Linked DNA regions of Mus musculus: region 2 is linked to region 1. Evidence: chromatin contacts called from public HiChIP or PLAC-seq data. All regions are on one chromosome and are shown on one strand. The core of a region is the stretch at or near the end of the contact, and the rest is flanking DNA. Distances in the headings are between cores, read along the strand shown. Region 1 has its middle 120 kb from the start of Gm42260. Region 2 has its middle 75 kb from the start of Fbxl4.

What was found. HiChIP or PLAC-seq counts read pairs in DNA pulled down with a chosen protein or histone mark.
Region 2: a contact with region 1 is called in an H3K27ac HiChIP or PLAC-seq map of embryonic stem cells, with 8 read pairs. The contact joins two enhancer-like sites. A contact is called at or near these places in 7 of 484 Hi-C or Micro-C datasets (astrocytes, cerebral cortex, embryonic stem cells and 1 more), 10 of 115 datasets of contacts at active chromatin or transcription factors (embryonic stem cells and epiblast stem cells) and 1 of 9 other capture datasets (embryonic stem cells).

What each region holds. Positions count from the first base shown.
Region 1 is chr4:22,143,366-22,148,183 of GRCm38.p6, reverse strand. No RefSeq gene overlaps it. Among named protein-coding and RNA genes, the nearest start is that of Gm42260, 120 kb to the right of the region's middle. Within about 2 kb of position 3,498, at least 9 of the 459 cell types and tissues checked have an H3K27ac peak or open chromatin away from gene starts, as enhancers often do. A contact at or near this core is called in embryonic stem cells, where this site is marked.
Region 2 is chr4:22,280,624-22,285,459 of GRCm38.p6, reverse strand. No RefSeq gene overlaps it. Among named protein-coding and RNA genes, the nearest start is that of Fbxl4, 75 kb to the left of the region's middle. Within about 2 kb of position 2,344, at least 7 of the 459 cell types and tissues checked have an H3K27ac peak or open chromatin away from gene starts, as enhancers often do. A contact at or near this core is called in embryonic stem cells, where this site is marked.

The sequences.
Region 1 (4,818 bases), core at 2,249-4,748:
AATAGAGTTGCATACAGTTATGATCTGCTGTGTAGATGCTGAGAATTGACTCCAGAGGAGCCAGTGCTCTTAAATTGATCCATCCAGTTTGTTTCCTATATGAATGCACAACATATTCTCCATGTGACAAATTATTAGCTGTCCTTAGGCTGACTCATTTCCACCTCCAGTGTCCACTAGTGGCTTGTCTAGCCAGAGATCATCAGGCAAAGAGTCTCCATCTCACTTTCACCTCACCCCTCTCAGGGGTGCTTTCTTCATGCGATGGGGTGAAGATAGAACGAGAAAAGCAAACCTAGCTAAGGCATCCCAATTGTGTCCTTCATCAGCTAGAACCTCAGGAAAAGCAGGAGGTTACAAGTTTTGACATACTTCCATAGGCTTGGCATAAACCCAAAGACAGCTGTTGAGGACAGTCTGTGGCTTTATGCTACTGTCTGTGGCTAAAAAGATCTAGCCCACTTGACTGTAAGGATTAAGGAAGAGTGAATATTATGCATTGCTACAAGACTAAGCCTAAGAAGTACAGCATCCATGATATAAAATTCTAGACATATAAGGTGAGAATACGAACTATTTTATATAACTTACTGTCATTTTTTATTACATAATTATGAATAGAGCATTCTTCACTCTCAAAATTGGCCTTACTTGAACAATAATTTTGGCCATCCTATGTAACCTACAAAACAATGGGGTAAGCAAACCTCTCTGCCCTGTTACCACACTCCTGTCCATCAGACTCCTAAGGCTGTGTATGCTCACTAAATTCTGCCCAGTCATAATTATGATTTCCATTGAGAAATGACCATTGATTAGAAAATGGAGCTCTTTTTATTGGCAGACTGTGGGGGCTAGCCAGAGGTTAATGGGGACAAAAAACAGGCTGGCCTAGAATTCTTGATAGATTAATACTGTTTGTATGGTGGAGGTTAAGTGCTGCGTGGGCTGCCAAAGGAAATGCAAGTGTCTCAGACTGACTCTGGATAAACAGGAAGGTCAGGACAAGAGCACAAGGAGCCTCCGTGCAATTCCAGCTTAAGTTCTCAGGGCTGGCACGGTCACTGTCTGGGGGCCAAGTTTCTCAGCTCTTGGCAGTTCACCTAAAGCAACTCTTTGAGAAGTTATGAGACATATGCGTTTACAGTACACTTGTCCTTGCTGTGACCCATGATCAAAATGAGAATAAAAATAGCTAGCATAAGGCCTTGGCCAATCAAATGATGCTCACTCTAAACAATTAATGTCATTGTACCAGTGTGTTCTGACCAAGAATTGTTACTGTCCACGGAGCTTTACAGGATCTGAGCCTGCCCCAGGGCGTACCATACCTATCAATCACTTAATTCCTTGGCCCCTTTCCAAACCCTTCAATGAGTTAAATAGTTCATATCTCTGAGTATTTTCCTGTTTCTATAACACATGTGGTTGCTTTTCCTGTCCAGGAGCAGCTTAACTCTATCCTTTTCTCAGTCTCTAGTACTAAAGTCAGGATCTTATAGTGTTCTTCCCAGAAAACTCTCTTTAAAGAATCATCTCCTTGGACAACTCACTGTGACACCCCTGTTTATTTTCTTCAACTTACTTGTCTATTTATTTATTCTTCCCCCCCCCCCTTCTATCTATCTCTTTCTCTCATCTTTCATGAGCAAAAACCGAGAAACTTATTCATTGGATATCATGTTGCTGGTGCCTGGAACAGTGACTGTTGTATGGTATTTGTTGTACAAAGAAAAGAAGGAATGGACAGGTGATAGTGGCACATGCCTTTAGTCCCAGCACTTCGAAGGCAGAGGCAGGCAAATTTCTGAGTTCCAGGCCAGCCAGCCTGGTCTACAGAGTGAGTTCCAGGATAGCCAGGGCTATACAGAGAAACCCTGTCTCAAAAACAAAACAGAAATGAAGGAATGATGACCACAAAAAAACAGGTATAGATGACATCACTGGAAACCAGTTTTGTAGAAGGTATTTTATTAATATAATAAAAATAAAATGGCTTGAACATAAATATCATAGCTAAAAGACAGTAGGGGTACAGCAGGGGTACTTATATCATGGGGCCAAACAACAGCTAATTAGACGTAAGGTCTGTTAAATAGGAGGGAATTCATGGGTATTATAATAAGCCTAGCCAACTACCAGTCACAAATGGAACTCTACAACTGGCACAACCCTAAATCAGCATAATTTCTAATTGCATTTTTTTGTTGTTGTTTTTTGGTTTGTTTGGGTTTTTTGTTTGTTTGTTTGTTTTTGTTTTTGTTTTTTCAAGACAGAATTTCTCTGTGTAGCCCTGGCTGTCCTGGAACTCACTTTGTAGACCAGGCTGACCTCCAACTCAGAACTCCACCTGCCTCTGCCTCCCAAGTGCTGGGATTAAAGGCATGCGCCACCATGCCCAGCTTAATTGCATTCTTAATACTTGACCTTATATGCATATATGAGTGTTGTTCTGAAACACCATGACCAGAGCAATATGAGGAAGAAAGAGTTCATGAGGATTACCATTGTGCCTCATTCGTTTTGACACTTGGCTATCTGCAGATGCCTGGCCTGGATGCTTCCATGTTGGGCAGACATGTAGCAAATCATCTTTCCTAAATCTCCAGGACAAGGAATTTTCTCCTTTTGGGGAAGTTTTTGGAAATCTTTTCTGGAATTTTTTTTCCATTTATGTCTTTCTATCGTGCTGCAGACCCTTTTTGGTCCCTGTCTGTGTAGAACGGGTCTCTGGTTGCAGGTGGACTAGGAGTGGGCGAATGAATGACAGACAGAATCACACGAGAGATTGTGTAGAATCTGAATGTAATTTTTCAAGTTGAGCATCATACTTTTTATACAGGAGAGCAACAAGAAACCAGGTGAGATACATCCACCGAGTTACAGTGACACAATACAAAAGGAATGTATACATCAAAAGAAGGTGGGGACCAGGCTGCTGCCACTAAGAAGGGAGCCAGGTGTAATGCTAGTCTATTGTTAAGCCCGCCACCAGGGGTTCTTAGTAAATGCCTGGTTATGCTGTTTCTTTGGGCCTAGTGAAGAAACCTGTCTCAGGGGGATTCCCTAACTCTTTCATGGTAAACCCACCTATTTGCTAGGCCATTGTGAATTCACTTGTCTGGGTAAGACTGGCTATTGTCCCAAGTAAACACTCTACAGACCAGCCCCAAGCTATTCCTGCTCTGTTCTTTGTAATGCCTAATTAGTTTCACAGGCTCTACTAGAAGTAAATTTGAATGTTACTGAATAGATAACCTTCTTACTGAATTCCTACTGAATTCCAAGCTTGTCAGCTTCAAGCATTTTCTAGGACATTGGAACACTGGTGGAGGCTTACCTATGTCAGAATTCAATCTTTAAAGGCACTTATAATAATAATACTAAAAGAGAGCACGTGGATCCATACACCAGACTAACGCAGGGATAGGGTATGAATATACTGGTTATGAGAATGCCTGGTTCCAGGAAGTTGAATTTCCTTGAAACTCCCTGCCCCGTGAGTGCTTCCAGGCCCCTCGGCCTGCCAAGCAGACTTCACTGGAGTGTGCATAGCACTATAGGATGCAGAAGACTTGCCAATAAATATAACTCTATCCATGCTCACTGAGATCAATGAAAACACAAGCAAACACAGAATCCTGTTCCAGAACAAAAGTCAGCAGGAAAACAAAGCTGTCAATTCCCCATATTCATTGTTTCCATATTAATACATTAACATCATTATTAAGCTCTTACAAGGATGGATGGAGGACTCTTTTGTTTCCTAGTTACTGATATTTTGTTTAGAATTTTAAAACTGACTCGGCAGGTAAAAGTGCTTGCTAAGAAAGCTTGACAACCTGCATTTGTTCTTCTCCCTGGAACCCATATAAAAGCCAGATGTGACAATATGTAATCTCAGTACTCCTCCCGAGATAGGAGGTAAAGAATCGAAAGATGCCTGGAGCTAGCTAGCCAGTATTTCCCAGCATCCAATAAGGAGGACTCAATTGCAAACAAGATGGAAAGCAATGATAGCTGAGACTGTCCTCTGTCCTCCATATGCACCATGACAAGTGGGGTCCCATCACACACACACACACGCACACACACACACACACACACGCACACACACACACACACACACACGCACAGAGAGAGACAGAGACAGTGACAGAGAGACAGAGACAGACAGAGCAAGTATATATACAGAGAAATAAATGAATATTTAAAATGGTAATGCTACACAACATGCTTGACGCTTACATGTTTACAGGTTTTAACATTGGAATAAGTGATAATATTTGATAATATTTTAAGTTATCTCACTGTTTTAAATTATAGTTAACACCTACTTTCTATATATAAGAATATATGAGACTAGGGTGAAGGCTCAGTGGTTAAGAGCACTAGCTGTTCTTGCAAAGGACCTGTACCCACACAGTGGCTCAAAGCCATCTGGAACTAGTTCCAGAGGATCCAGTGACTCCTTCTGACCTTCAAAGGCACTGCATGAGCATGAAGCATAAGTACACAAGCAACTTGCCCATGTGCATACAGAAATAGATAAGGAAATCATTAAAATATAGCCCTCATATATAAAAGTAAAAAAAAAAAAAACCTACCAGAATGAGTTCTGTGACTTTACACATTGATCCATCTTTTCCCCTTAATAAAACTCTTTCCATATAACTAAGAGTAGGCAAACTAGATCAGGGATGTGAATGGAAATTCTACTATATTAGAATCATTTCCTGATTGGAAAGTCTCACAATCAAACCCCAGATGACCCTGCCATTGGGCCACCAAAAAGTGTTTCTATCTTCTAGTTCTTTC
Region 2 (4,836 bases), core at 1,095-3,594, 140 kb before region 1:
CAGTTGTGTGCATTGTGATGGTTTGTGTGAAAATGACCCTCACAGTCATGGACCTTAGAGAACCTTGGAAATTTACCTTAGAATAAAAAGATAGAAAGCAGTACCCCAAATAAATGGATCCAGGAAGCAAGCTGTGTAGCCATTTTAATATCTGACAAAACAGACTTCAATACAAAACTATTGTTTGATAGGGAAGGGCACTACAAAGGAAAAATTCACCAAGGGGATACTGCAATTCTAAACATTTGTACACCAAACATAAGAACACTTACATTCATAAATGAAATACTTCTACAGCTAAAATCACATAATCTCACATAGTGATAATGAATAAATTCAATATCTCACTCTCATCAATACCAGGGTTAAATAATGTCATAAACTAAATAGACTAACATATATCTATAGAACATTCTACCCAAACACTAAAGAGTATGGGCTTTTCTCAGAAGCCCATGGAATCTTAGCCAAAATTGAGGACAAAATGGTCACAAAGCAAGTTTCAACAGACATAGAAAAACTGAAATAACACCTTCTAGCCTATAAGGACGCAAAGGACTAAAGCTAGATATCAGCAACAGTAGAGATGGCAGAAAGTATACAAACTGATGGAAGTTGAACAACTCACTGTTGAATAAAAACTGAATCAAGATAAAAATCAGGCAGGAAATTTAAAGGGTTTTAGAACTGAATGAAAATGAAATCACAATATTGTCAAAATATGGAACACAGTGAAGACGGGTCTAAGGGGGACCTTCAGAGTTCTAGATGCCTTTATCAAAAAACTAAGATGATTTTATGCTAGTAACTTGACACACCTGAAATATCAAGAAAAGCTTGAGCTAACATCCCAAAGGAGTCCTTGGTAAGGAATAATCAAATTCAGGCATGAAGTCAATAAAATAGAAACAACCAACAACTAAAATGCAAAGGATCAATGAAACGAAGAATTGGTTCTTTGAAAAATTAACAAGATTTACAACCCTTAGTCAAATTAACTATAAAGAGGGAAGATTCTAATTATTAAAGTTAGAGGTTAGAAAGGTTACATTACAATAGACACACATGAAATTCAGAGAATCACGAGGACATACTTTTAAATTCTGCATTCCACCAGACTAGAAAACCTGTATAAAATTTATGGATTTCTTCACACACACATTTACTTATATGTATTTATTTACTTACTGAAGTAAAATCAAAATCATATGAGCAATTTAAACACACCCATAATTCTTAGTGAAATATAAGCAGTAATTAATTCAAGCAAAGTCTAGAGAAAGGGAAAATATTTTTGCCAATTATGCATATGATACAGAGTTAGTATTTAGAATATGTAAAGAACTAAAAAGAAAATGAATATCAAAAAAACCAAACAACACAATGAAAACAGGAATAGAGAAATAAACTGGGAGTTCTCAAAACACAAGTAACCTGAAGCTCTTAAAGAAAAGCTACCCATCCATTGCCCCAGGGGAATGTCTTACCTCAAAATGACTAGGATCAATAGAATGAAGGACAGCTCATGCTGTCAAGGATGTGGGGAAGGAGAGTACTTACCATTGCTGGTGGGAGTGACAATGCGTATAGACACCCGGGAAATCAGTACGGAGGTTCCTCAAAAAGCTGAAAATTAATATACAAGATCCAGCTATACCACCTTTGGGCGTATACCCAAAATTCTCTATATTTTACTCTAGAACTATGTACTCATCCATGTTCACTACTGCTCTATTCATAATAGCCAGAAATTAGAAATAGCCTAGATATCCATCTGCTGATGAATAGATGATGAAAATGTACATTTCCACAATGGAATATAATCAAGCTTTAAAAAGAGAGAAAAATTATAAAATTTAAAGTTCTGCTGTTTCAAAATAATACAACATTCCCTGAAACAAACCTTCTTGCTTCTATAGTATTTAGACTGCAATGTCCTCCTGATAACTGTCTCCCATCCCACACTTATTTCTAATTTCTCTTGGTACTTTCATAGTTCAATGTTAGATCCTTGGGATTGCAGCAGATCATATTGTTACAGTAATAATAATAAGTGATCTTATTATCTCCCTTGGCATTCAAGTGTTGGAAATGTAATAACCAATGCAACACTGTTGAGCAGTGGTGGGGACAGAGAGACACGGGTTTCTGCCCCTGGAACAGGGCTCTGGTGTCGGCCTCCATGAGTGTAGATGATTGTTGTGGGTGTAAGGCTAGTTTGTATAATAGTATACATATTTTCTGGAACCCCTGCTGGCAGTGGAGGACTCTTTCCTTCAGAGGAAAGTCCTCCTGATTAAGGTTCATGATTCCATGATAATTAGAAACAGCAGGAGTTGAGGGTGTGGCTATGACTCAGCAAAGTAGACCTGAGAGCTTTGGGACAGCCCTTAAAGCTATGAGAAGGAGCTCTAAATACATTCGCTCAAAAATTTATATTTTCTCAATTATGTAAAAAATAAAGATGCAATATGAATCATAAGAGGAGCTTCACAAATCTAAAGGAACAAAAGCAGCTTTGCTGTAAGCCAACTTGTATGGAAATTACCCAGGAAGAAGATAAGAGATTTAGGGAGTGGGGATTGCATAAGTCCCACATAGATGAGTTTTCTGTTTATGCTTTCAAAGGCAGATAGATTCTTGAGTTCAGGGTCAGCCTAGGAAAGAGAGATGTTAGCCTCAGGCGTGGTGGAAATGGTAGCTGCAGGGCAGGGTTCCATTCTACTAGTTTACCTTCTGTTCTTAACAAAGGAAGACAGATCTCTGAATTCTTTTGGAATGATAAGAAAAAAAGATATGCTTGCTGTCTCCTAAAAACCAAAGGGTTGGCCTCACAGGATGTGATGTGGAATTATAAGGCAATCAAAAGGAAACCTGGAGTAAATGACTGGATTGATATGTAAATAAAAGACTGGACCTGTGTTCTGCAGGAGAGGAGCTATTCAGAGAATTTTTTTAAGATAAAAGAGAGAACAGCTTGGAGAACTGACACAAGCAAGCAGGACATGGATAGAGATCTCCAGAAAGTTGAACCTAGACAGACGCAGGCTGGAACAAGGTTGTATGAAGCAGAACACAGGTCGTCTTCCAGTTGTTCTTTTCAGCAGTCCCAGACACCCCTTCTCTCAGAACCCTTCTCCAAGCTAAGGCTGATCCTTGGCAGAATGGGACCTCTAGGACGTGATCTTGTCATGAAAAGGGTGTTTGATTTGCAGGGTGTGGCCATTGCAGGCTAGGTTACTATTTCAAGGCCGGTCATTGCACAGTAAGTTACTATTGGTTGTTTTTTGCTCTTTCTCTTTTACTTTCCGCCATGGAAGGTGGTCATAAGAATTCCCCACCAGACATTGGCCACTTAACATTGGATTTCACTACCATCAAAACTATGAGAAATGGTTCTTCTTTTTCTTTTTTAAGTTAGCCAATCAATGGTATTCCATCATAGCAATGCAAGTGAACAAAATGAATGGTTTGAATCATGGCTGTCTTTTTTTTTTTTTTTTTCTAAATTACAGCCTTCCCAAAGACAAAAGACAGAGCATGAGTTCTCACTACAGCCTTCCAGGACTACCTGCTGATAGAAGGCTTATATCTACACCATATAACCTTATGACATTCCAAGTCTATCTTCTCTTCCATAACAGGATAACTTTATAAGCCTGTTGTTAAAAATTCAGCGAAATAATAAAGGTGAAGTACAAGGCTTGGTGTTTGATATGAAAACTACTATTCACAAAATGCTCAATATTGCTTTGAATGACATTCAGTAAATTTACTGAGTTAATAACAATTGAATTAATAACTTAACTGAATCAATCACTTAATTCAATTAATAACAAACATCAGTAACAATGGGTGGCTGCTCCGTGCCAAGTGCTATTGAAAAACCACTACACTTATTATTTCATTGTATTCTTCCAACACCAAGAGGAGGGTGTATTATCAAGTCTATTTACTGAGAAGAAAGCTGAAGGAAAAGAAAGCAAAGCCACTACTTGTTCAGAGTCACACCACAGTTAAAGAGAAAAACACCAGAAAGCTCTTCCTACCACGCATGTTCCTGTTTCCAAGGCATTTGTTGTAAAAGCTTTCCTGTCTTTAGCACCCTATTTTCTGACCCACATAGAACTGTGAAAAAACAGTATCATCTTACATTACAACTTTGCTTTACAGATCTCTAAATAATTTTTTGGAAGCACAATAAGATAACAAAGGGATGCTAATATCATCACATTATCTACTAAACTCAATAGTGTCACTTGCATAAGATCATCTTGTTATTTTCTTTAAAAACAAATTTTATTTTTTAAAATATTTGTACATGTTTAAAGAATATGGTACAGAAATCTCCCATCTAAGTACTAACAAGGTCCAGCCCTGCTTAGCTTCCACAATTGGACACATTTCAAAATGGTATGGCCATAGATGAGTTTGCTAATCTAATAGAAACATATAAAAAGGCCAGATTAACATCCCACCTGCTTTAACATTAATCATCTCTGTGTTTGAAGCCTGTTGAACTCTTCCATTTGTTTTGGACTATATCATAGCATTTTGTCAACTATAGTTACTCCACTGTGCCATGGATCACCAGAGCCCAAATCCTTCCCACCCATGCTCTTCACCCTTTCCATTTCCAGATCACTTGTTTTCCCCTTCCCAGCCTTTACTGACAACTATTCTATCTCTCCTATGATACTGCTTGGCGTAACTTTCATAGTGTTATGAAAGGATGTAGTGTAGAAGTGTAGAAGTATGCAGCTTCATGTTTATCTATTCTCACAAAGCACATGTGCACACACAACCACACAAAGGTTTTACCTTCATTAGACAGAC